2 separate regions of the Zea mays genome follow, and region 2 is linked to region 1. The links are chromatin contacts, called in public Hi-C maps. All regions are on one chromosome and are shown on one strand. The core of a region is the stretch at or near the end of the contact, and the rest is flanking DNA. Distances in the headings are between cores, read along the strand shown.

Region 1 (5,248 bases), core at 562-3,061:
GCACATGACCATTAGAAACCAATTCATCACATGTATGTAAATCTGGCCCATCACTTTCTTGGAAGTATGGATTATCTTAATTCTAGGGAAGTAGCGCTTTATGCAAGAGAATGTTGCAGATATCATAGCTTGGCTGGCAATCGTAGCTGCAAAGGGTAGCAATCACAAATACTGGCCAAAATAAAACCCATGCATTGCATATTCAAAATTTAGACTTAAAAGTTGAATGCAAAAAACATTTAGAATTCTCGAGGGCAAAAAAACTTTACCTGGTACAGACTCATAGAATGTAGATTTAAAAACTTTATTCTCGATGGTGGATCTCGCTGAAGAAGGATCTGTTGTGGTGCGGCATGTGTAAACTCACCCGATGTGGCCGTGCGGTTCGCGGCGGAGCGGTCGCAGCGGGCGTTGCGGGCGTGCGGAGCGGTCGCGGCACACATGCGGGCGCTTCGCGGCGGGGTTCGCGGCGGGCGTGCGGAACGGTCGCGGCGGGGTTAGCGGCTGGCAGGCGGGGGTAGGGAGGCGGGGGCAGTCTACAATAAGCTCTTAATAGTTAGTAGAGATTCATGGTCAACTCACATCAACCAATGCATTTAACCCTTGACACGAGATGAGATATCAAAATCTGGCTGACTGCTTATCACATTAGTCATTACACAGTTTATGCTCCCGAGTCAAAACATGGAATGTAAATATGGTCAAGAAGAGATTATGCTTGCTGTGACTACTACGCCAAGAATACAAACTTCAGTTAGATCTGAGTTTGGCCCTGGCTCGTTCTCACAAGTCAGATCCGAGAGAGGATGACAACTAAATAATTCACGTTTTAGTCCCAACTATGTAAAGTCAATATTAGCTCATTTCGATGCACCCAGCACCGGGGAGCTCGGGAAGCTGAACAAAAAACACGATACAAACCAACCACACCACCACTCACAGTACAGAGAGGCACCCCGCTGTCGAGACCCCAAGCCCTGGCAGCTCCAGCCTCTATGGAACCCAAGCACCGCCATCCGCCGCGCGACCCTAGCACGTACGGCACGGGATCTCTCCGCAACCCCCAACCCCAGACGACCTAGATCCGGGACTTACTGGAGCGTGGGGACGATGCTGGAGGGGTGCTTGGACAGATCCACCGGCTGGCTGTCCTCGAGCCCCGGCTCCGCCATCTGAATCACGCACGCAACCTCGGTGGCTCCGCCCCGCGAATCCGCGCCGAATCAGAGGCCTAAATGGTGGATCCCGCTGAAGAAGGATCTGTCCGATGTGGTCGTGCGGTTCGTGGCGGAGCGGTCGCAGCGGGCGTGCGGAGCGGTCGCGGCGGGCATGCGGGCGCTTCGCGGCGGGGTTCGCGGCGGGCGTGCGGAGCGGTCGCGGCGGGGTTAGCGGCCGGTAGGCGGGAGCAGTCTACAATAAGCCCTTAATAGTTAGTAGAGATTTAGGGTCAGTTTGAGAATCCTATTTTTCCAATAGATTTTTATTTTTCAAGTGAAATTAGTTTATTTTTTCTTAGAAAAATAGAAATCTCTTGGAAAAATGAAGTTTACAAACCAGCATTTAAAAAATATTATAACATATAGTGGAGTGCTGGAGGCTAATAGTGTCTATTTACCGTGAAACCATAAACTAGACACCATGCGTGGGCGTGGCACAGTCATTATCAACGTAGCGTTGCGCCATACTTGTTGTATCAGACCCACTCCACTATGGCTAGTCCGCTAGTACCAGCCCATTTGGCCGTCACCGCGCACCCAAGTTCAGCAAACCACATCCGAAACCCTTCGATCCTCCCAAATTCTCCACTGCCATGGCTCTCTCCTCCCTCTTCATCACCCTCCCCATCCCCAATGTCCCTTCCCCCAAACCCCGCCGCATGCTCACCTCCCGGGCATCCTCCGATGCTCCCGCCGCCTCTGCTTCCTTTGACCTGCGCCGCTACTGGACCTCTCTGATCGCCGATGTGGAGTCCGAACTCGACGCGGCGATGCCCATGCAACCTCCGGAAAGCATCCACTACGCCATGCGCTACGCGGTGCTCCCGGGCGCCGGCAAGGAGGGAGCCGCCAAGCGGGCGCCCCCCGTGCTCTGCGTCGCCGCGTGCGAGCTCCTCGGCGCCCCGCGAGCGGCCGCACTCCCGGCCGCCGCGGCGCTGGAGATGCTCCACGCGGCGTCGCTCGTGCTCGTGCACGACGACCTGCCCTGCTTCGACGCAGCACCCACGCGACGCGGACGCCCATCCACGCACGCGGCGTACGGCACCGACATGGCCGTCCTCGCGGGCGACGCTCTCTTCCCGCTGGCCTACACCCACGTCATCTCCCACACCCCGTCCCCGGACCCGGTCCCCCACGCCGTCCTCCTGCGCGTCCTCGCGGAGCTCGCGCGCGCTGTCGGATCCACCGGCATGGCGGCCGGTCAGTTCCTCGATCTGGCCGGTGCTACCGCCCTTGGCGAGGCCGAGGTCATGCAGGTCCTGACGAAGAAGTTCGGGGAGATGGCCGAATGTTCCGCGGCCTGTGGCGCCATGCTCGGTGGGGCCGGGCCAGACGAGGAGGCCGAGCTGCGACGCTACGGCCGCACCATCGGCGTCCTGTACGAGCTTGTCGACGACATCCGGAGCGCATCGGGAAACGGCAAGATGAGGAGCAACGCTAGCGTCCTGCGCTCCCTGGGGATGGACCGCGCGCTTGGCATTGTGGAGGAGCTCAAGGCTCAGGCCAAGACAACGGCTGACAGGTTCGCGGAAAAATACGGCGATCGGGTGCTGCCCTTGTACAGCTTCGTGGACTACGCGGTGGAGAGGGGGTTTGAGCTACAGGATGCAGCGGCAACTCCATAGTCCGTAGAGTGGGAGATGGCAGATGCTACTGAACATTGGAGTTGGAGGCTTCGAACTAATGAGATAGTGTATGGTCCAGGAATTTGGTGAGAGCTTTGTCTGGCATAGGTCTAATCCCTCTTTTATCTAGGTGTTCTGAAGCTCGAATTAGGGAGGAGATTCATATGGAGAATTTTTATCCCGGCAATAGATGTTTAGAACTTCGAAATTGGGTTGGCGTTTGCAGCAAGTTAATAAAACAAAATGGGACTAGATGGACGGAAAAGGTCTCACTTCAAGCTTATACAAATACTCTTGGCGTTCTGCTGTTTAAGTTTGGATGAATTCACCACAACGGTGGATAGATAGATAGATAGGTTAATCTCTTAGATGAAACTTAAAACGAATGATAAATAAATGTGGGGGTTCACCGTTCACCTCGACAAACCTAATTTCCTGAATTATGATTCTTCGTTGCCGATGTCGCATCCATCAAGCACATTCCATCCATTCTGCTTTGGCGCCTGGCCAGGCCGAGAGCATCTCCACAGCGGTCAGCCATGACCGCAACTGGGAATCAGGCAGGTTACATTTGCATACACATTACCATGTCATCTCCTTCAATTGCTTCTCTTTCCAAACCATCATTTCCCCATCAAATGTACAGAAAATTATCATCACGCAAGAGAATACAGTAATTACAAGTTGCACAAGTGACGACTGCAGGCACAGCTAACAGCTTTCTACATGCTAGCTAATATGCTACTATTCTCTACCTCTAATATTTGCTACCAAGCACCTGCAGCTTAATCCGCTTGTGCTACCACCAGTTCTTGCAGCTTAAGACCACCAAATCCATAGCAAGTCCGCATCTGCAACGTCACGGCCAAATGGTCCGGCCCTGTCACTGATTCACGAATAACTCCATGTTGTAGGCATCCTTGTGGACTGAATTGGAGGAGCATTCCGAACATTCACATCAAGTGGCAGCATCCGATACTCAATCTCGAGGTCCTTCAGGACTTTGATCATCTCCTGGAGCACTAGCTCTCGCCTGACGAACCGCATACCCATGTCCTGGAAGTTGAGCGTGTGCCGCAGCCATATTGACACTTTCAGTTTGTTGGTGTCATCGACGTCCCGGAGTACAACCATCGCACCCGGGTACCAATGTTCCTTCTTGTTGTCAATGTAGCTGGGAATACAAGTGGAACTGATCATTAGTTTCTGTGTAACAAAACAGATTAAATCATGTATGCTTTGATGAACTGTAAGATCTAGCTGCAAACTATGTCAAATACATGGACTCCACTTGAAAATTATTTGTTGGCTTTACACTGACATTAATACTTTTACCTTGAAATGTTTTCATATAAAAGCCCTCTTTAAACTGAGCCAGGGCTAGCCCTCTCTACTATCCAAGTCTCTTGGGTAGTCTGATTGAAAAATGAAAACAAAACAAATTGATGAAGACAGAACATACCGCAGTATTCGTTCCTTCATCAGGGCCAGTTTCTCGACAGGAGTTGAGACATGAATAGAGAAGTCAATTGCTTCTCCCATATCAGGACTTCTGTAAAAATTCATAATTGGTTTTGTTGCAAGTACACTGTTTGGATAATATATCTTCAGGTTATCATATCGGAGAAACACCGTCGTCATGATATTCATTTCCTCAACCACCGCCTGAAATCAAGGTAGTGAAAACATAAGATAACTAGCGCAATGAAATATTTGGTGGACGGATAGCAAAGATATTTCAACTACCTGAACACCTTCAATTTCGCAACGGTCACCAACATCAAAGGGATGCATCACGAACAAGAAGACAATTGCCTCAAAAACTGTCTTCAATGTGTTCCCAAATACGAAAACTGCCAGGAGAAGCTGTGAACTTAGGAAGACAAAGAAATGTGTTGTTGCTATTCCCAGAATAAGAAGCCAGAGAACAAACACAATTATCCCCACAACGACATTGACCATCTGGTTCAGCTTGTTTACTGCAGTTTTTGTATCATTGAGTGTAAGGGCAAGAGCTTTGCGCTCTCTAAATGCATTCACCTACAGAAATTCCATATGGCAATGTTAAGAAAGTCACATGAAGAGATTGTGATGACCCCATGCGGCCATACTATGAAGTGCAGTGATAAGATCATTACCACCCAGTTCTTGAGAGACCTCTTGCTGACCCTGTTGTGCTCCTGTGCTCCTTCAAAAAGATTCATTGCTTTAACAGCCTCTTCTTGCCTCATGAATCTTATCAAGTCTGACAAGTATATGTACCTGCACGATTTACACATTCAAAATCAATAATCTGAATGAGAGCAAGATGCTGTTACACTATGAACTTCAACATTTGGACTATTGATGAAGCAGGAGCATTTTGGTCAATAACTCTTTTGAGTTTCTGCAATTCATATTTGCATG
Region 2 (5,015 bases), core at 1,034-3,533, 180 kb before region 1:
GCTAATGTTAATGGGTTTGGCGCGATGACCATTTTGCTCTCGGCCTAAGGACATGTATACTCTTGAGTACATATGGTGTTACATGGTAGTTACAATCCTGATCAAATCAGGGAGATAAGGGAGGTGTAGCTCCTAGAATCAAGGGGATGAAGCTACCAAAGATAGAATTATATCCTGCCATCTATATGGAGTACATACTATGTATAATAGTTTGTACTCATCCGCTGGTGCTACTTGATTACAGACTATTTAGATCCACATAACTAATATTTAAATGGCTAATTTTAGAATTTTTTAGCTAGCTAAAGGATAACCAATTAAATTTTAGCTAGGAATATTTAGATCCATAAGCTGAAGAATTGTTTATCTATCATACCCTCTCTTTCACCTCTCGATTACCTTCTCCCTCGTGTCTGACGCCTTCAGGGCATGCATAATCCTGAGCCTCTTAATCAGTTTTATCCTGCGCGTGACCGAGCGTGCACAAAAGAAGTCGTAGCGCGCGTGGGTCTGGGATTTGGACGTCGCTGCCCCTGAGTAATTGCATCGCTCGATGCGCTTCGTTTTCTTCGTCCCGTTGCAGCAACCAATCGAGCAAAAAAAGATGCGCTCAAGAGGAATCGAGCTTGAGACCTCCAGTCTAGAATGCCTCGGGAGGTGCTACAGCAACAAATCGAGCCTGATTGTTTTGGTGATATCAATGCACCCATATCCCTATTTAATAAAGGCAGACAGGGAAAACTCCATGATAATTAATCACTCCTTGGTATGCACAATCATGTCCTAAATGACTACCTTTACTGCATCGGAAGGAGTACAATCCTGAGCCTCTAAATTGGTTTTCTATGTAAAACAAACGGCTAAGACTTCATATGACACAATCCTAAGCCAATCGATCTAAATGTAGTTTAAGAGACAATATGTATAGAGAGATCGAATCTCCACAAAGAGAGACGCCTCACGTACTTTTTTATTTAGCCTTCTAATAACTCTATATTACATGGATTTTACATGCCCTCACTAGCGAGGGGAGCGCCACCTGATGGCTCATGATTTGGAGCGTCCTAACGATGGGAGCGGTAGGGGGCTTTCAACTAAATTTCTTTAGTTGAGTTTAGCTTGCATGTGTAGATCTAGAACACCTAAATATAGTCAGAGGCAGATCTGAAGGGGGTTGGAGGCTTCAACACTTCCTACATCCATGCAATGCAACTCCATCCCCTATATACATGCAACTCCATTAGAGAAAGAGATAGAGGATAGAGGGGAAGGAAGGAGGAAGAAGAGAGAAAAATGAGCCTCATATTCTTTTGGAGAAAGATGTGAAGGGAAGATGAGAAGGGAAGGAGAATAAGAAGAGTGAAAAAATAAACCCCTACTTCTTTAGTCCACATGATTTAGTCAATTTGATTTGTCCTAAGTCAATCACTATCAACCTATAATAGATTATATTGGATGTTTTATAAAGTTTAAGATGACTTGAACTAACATAATATATAATTCTTTTAGTTTAAAATAATTTAATATTAAATATATATATTGTTGGTTAAAGTTAAAATAGTTTGACCTAGAACAAATTCAAAACGATTAAATCATGTTGCTAGAGGGAGTACCAACTTATATTGTCTCCGTCATGGTCACTAGAAAATCAGTCCCTCTAGCCCATTTCCATAGTTAGCTAAAATTTAGTCAATGGCCTTCGTCTAGACTTGTGTTTAGTTTCTAGATACTAATTTTTAGTCACTCAATTTTATTTCATTTTAATCCATAAATTATTCAATACTAAAACTAAAACAAAGTTTTATTTCCTTATTTGTCAATTTATAGACTAAAATAAAATATGATGAGTGACTAAAAATTAGTTTCTATAAAACAAGCACTCCTTATTTGATCCCTTTTGGTGCGCCCTAATCCACTGGGCATCCGAACAGCTTTTTCAGCGAGACTAGACGAAACGTGCCGGTCTGATGCGATTACATGTCAAGATCGATTCGCCAAGAACGTCCCGGTTCCCAAAAGTCCACACATGCCTATCAGCTTTTCCACCGAGAAAAGCTCCAATCTTGCAGCAGTATAGTAGTGGTGCGCAGCAGACATCCCGGAATTTCAACAGCAAAGGCGCAAGGCCAATGCAACTGTAGTTCACTGCACTGTACTATCAGAGCTGCTGAGCTGCAGTAGCAGCAGACGAGGGGAGCAGCAAATGGCATAATGACGCATGCAGCGGTGTGGTCTGCGGGTGCTGGGCTCCGCCTCCGCCGCACCTCCCGGATGGCATCATCGATCACGGGCTCATCACGGCCGGCGCCGCCCCCGCTGGGTCGGGTGTCGCGCTATACAGTACGCTCCACTGTCTCGTGCTCCAGCCGGCTACTACCTCATTCGATCGGGCACGAGATCCCTCGGCCATCATCGGGGAGATCTTTTGGTGTGATATGAGCTGACCCTTGTCGCCGTCTTTGTGCGGTCGCGCAAGCCATTTCTGCGCGCGGCAGGGCCAGGTTCGATCCATGGCCGGCCCGCTTGTTGACGAAGGCTGCTGCTGCCTTTGCCTTTTCAGAGACAGCCTGCAGTTTTGAACACCTTGATAGCTACGGCGCCCAAATCTTTTGCTCCCCAAATTCTCAGCATTTCTCTATGCGTGATTGATCGCAGGGTGGGGCGACTGGTGCGCCTGCTCCTACTAGCGGAGTACCGGGGCTGCTTACTTCATATTAAAGTCAGTTTTCCTGTTCGTACTGCGACTCTTGCAGCTACAATCTATTTAGACAAAACACTGAGCAAAAGACCATATGTATTAAAGTCAAACAAAGATTAGTAAGTTGCTATATTTTACATATATGTTTAAATATAAAGTATAAAATACAAAATGTGAATCATTATAAATGTAGAACCAACAACCAAGATTAAATAAAAAAAAACATGTTATAAATATAAAAACGCTAAACATAATTCAAATGGAATATATATGGCAATGAGGGGGAGAAGCTGTACGGAGGTTGGGAGGAGCATAATTGTATAGTACTGTATACACCAAAGACCGAAAGGTGTCAGTCTTTCATAATTAGTTCTGCATCCGTTCAATCTTGGCCATGCCCATAATGATTTGGTTCCCATGGCGCCCTGATCATCACACTACTCTATGCATGCTTGACACGAAAGAACATACAAAAAGATATATAGTAGCACCCCACGCTAGTAGACCTGTAGACCAGCACATCTCCATGCACCACTTTGCATTTCAGAGAAAAAAAGACTGAACTGAAACAAGCATGACCTGAGTAATTAAAAAGTGTTAGGTAGATGCCTAGAGATCCTAGACGCTTTTAGCCTGATCTTTATTGCTTTTTGGATTCTTGCTATTGCTAATCTGTGCTGCAACCTTAATCTTTTTCCACAGCAAGCAGTCCAGAAATTCATTACAATTTGTTCGTCATATTATTATCCAAAGTACGTTTAAGCTGAACAAACTAACTACTCCCATTACGATGTTAGTCAGGCAGATTGATGGACACAAAGTCTTGATCAAAACATTTATGTTGTTGTTGTACAAACCCTAATATATAACAGAATCTATGTAATTGTGGTGTGTTCTACACGGCACAGGGAACACAACATCAGCAGAGCATACTGTAGTCAGCTACAGGTACTGGAAAACAACAATGAAAATATAGGGGGGGCAACCTTTTACTTCTTGAGTCCATAAACTAATAATCCAGATAGTGAACATATGGACATGGCTTTCAGACACATACTGAACTGGAGATTGTTAGCATACACTAGATACTCCAACCTTCAATAATATAGCCAATGCATGAAAACATCATGCTAATCCTTCAGTCTATACATAGAATATCGACGATTCAACGTCATATGAACAATTAATGTGGGGAGTGTTAATAAGGATCTTCTCTCTCTATAGGGGTGAAACCGCTTCTGTAAGAATGAGTTAGGGATCTCCCTAGGGGGCTTCCTCCTTGTCTGTAAGGGTGACTTGAGAGCTTGGCTAGGCTCTCAACCTTGTACACTCTATTTTTTTTCCTTAATTGGAAGGCAGAGCTACTGTCATTGCGTCAAAAAAAAAAGCTTAGAATACAAACACATGACGAGACGAGAAAAAAGTATCAATCAAAACCCAAAATCTCTAAAGTTTTCACTCATTTGACAGAATACAAACATTTTTTAGAATGAAAAAGATCTATCAAGTATATGTTCGAGTCGATGTTAATTTAGTTTAAAGCACACGAGCGCCTAGTAGGAATGGCAAGCCTCTAACCCAGTTGTTCATTTCCTCGTATTCATGTAAAATCAATAATGCATAGAACAAGTAAACATGAGCACATCAAAATAGGTTTATCATTATATCGTATGCATTCACATTGGTTGGACATCAATAGGGTCTCTTTGCAAGGCTAGAAACAATCCTCGATCTATATCCTCCGAAGAAGCCATAAATTTTGGCTCCTCGTCTTTATAAAGTAGCTCAGTTCTGGCTCTAAATTTTGGTGCTAAAACTGTTTTCTACGGTAACATATCAAATAGGCCCATAAATATTAGGACACTTGTAAATGTATAGCCTGAAAACACAAGTAATGAGCCAGTATGACTATATGAACCATGCAAACGAGTGAATAGAGTAGCTTGAAAGAAACATTGTATAATTTTCTACTTTATTTGAAGAGGTAGTATTAGAGTGACAAGTGACTTTTCTAAAAACAATTACTACACACTTCGTTTCGGTTATAAGTTCTTCAGACTGTTTTAGACACATAACTTTTTGTATGCATAGTAATAGTCATGTGTCTATAAGAGCATGAACGATTTATATGTTGGAACAAATTAAAGGGAGCAGTAGATTAATAGTAGAGTTAGAATGTATCCACATCCACAAAAAGCCAGGCCAGGAAGATATATAGTAAAAGCTATACATATATATATAAGAGACAGAACGATTCATAATTTAGAATGGTAGTAGTAAATAAATAGTAGAATTATAATATATCCACATCTACAAG

What was found. Hi-C and Micro-C count contacts between places; a contact is called where the count stands out from the background.
Region 2: a contact with region 1 is called in a Hi-C map of tassel, with 2.8 times the contacts expected there. The contact joins the enhancer-like site here to the promoter of LOC100502542 in region 1. A contact is called at or near these places in 2 of 25 Hi-C or Micro-C datasets (ear and tassel).

Annotation. Positions count from the first base shown.
Region 1 is chr5:198,021,546-198,026,793 of Zm-B73-REFERENCE-NAM-5.0, reverse strand. It overlaps LOC100502542 (putative geranylgeranyl pyrophosphate synthase 4), which reads left to right and starts at 1,811. Exons shown (of 1, transcript NM_001197013.1): 1 at 1,811-2,842. The coding sequence starts at 1,811. The coding sequence ends at 2,842. LOC100304377 (Mechanosensitive ion channel protein 6) reads right to left here. Exons shown (of 5, transcript NM_001165815.1): 2 at 4,981-5,104; 3 at 4,589-4,882; 4 at 4,305-4,507; 5 at 3,439-4,016. The coding sequence ends at 3,734.
Region 2 is chr5:198,205,024-198,210,038 of Zm-B73-REFERENCE-NAM-5.0, reverse strand. No RefSeq gene overlaps it. Among protein-coding and RNA genes, the nearest start is that of MIR394a, 4.6 kb to the right of the region's middle. Within about 2 kb of position 2,283, at least 11 of the 20 cell types and tissues checked have an H3K27ac peak or open chromatin away from gene starts, as enhancers often do. A contact at or near this core is called in ear and tassel, where this site is marked.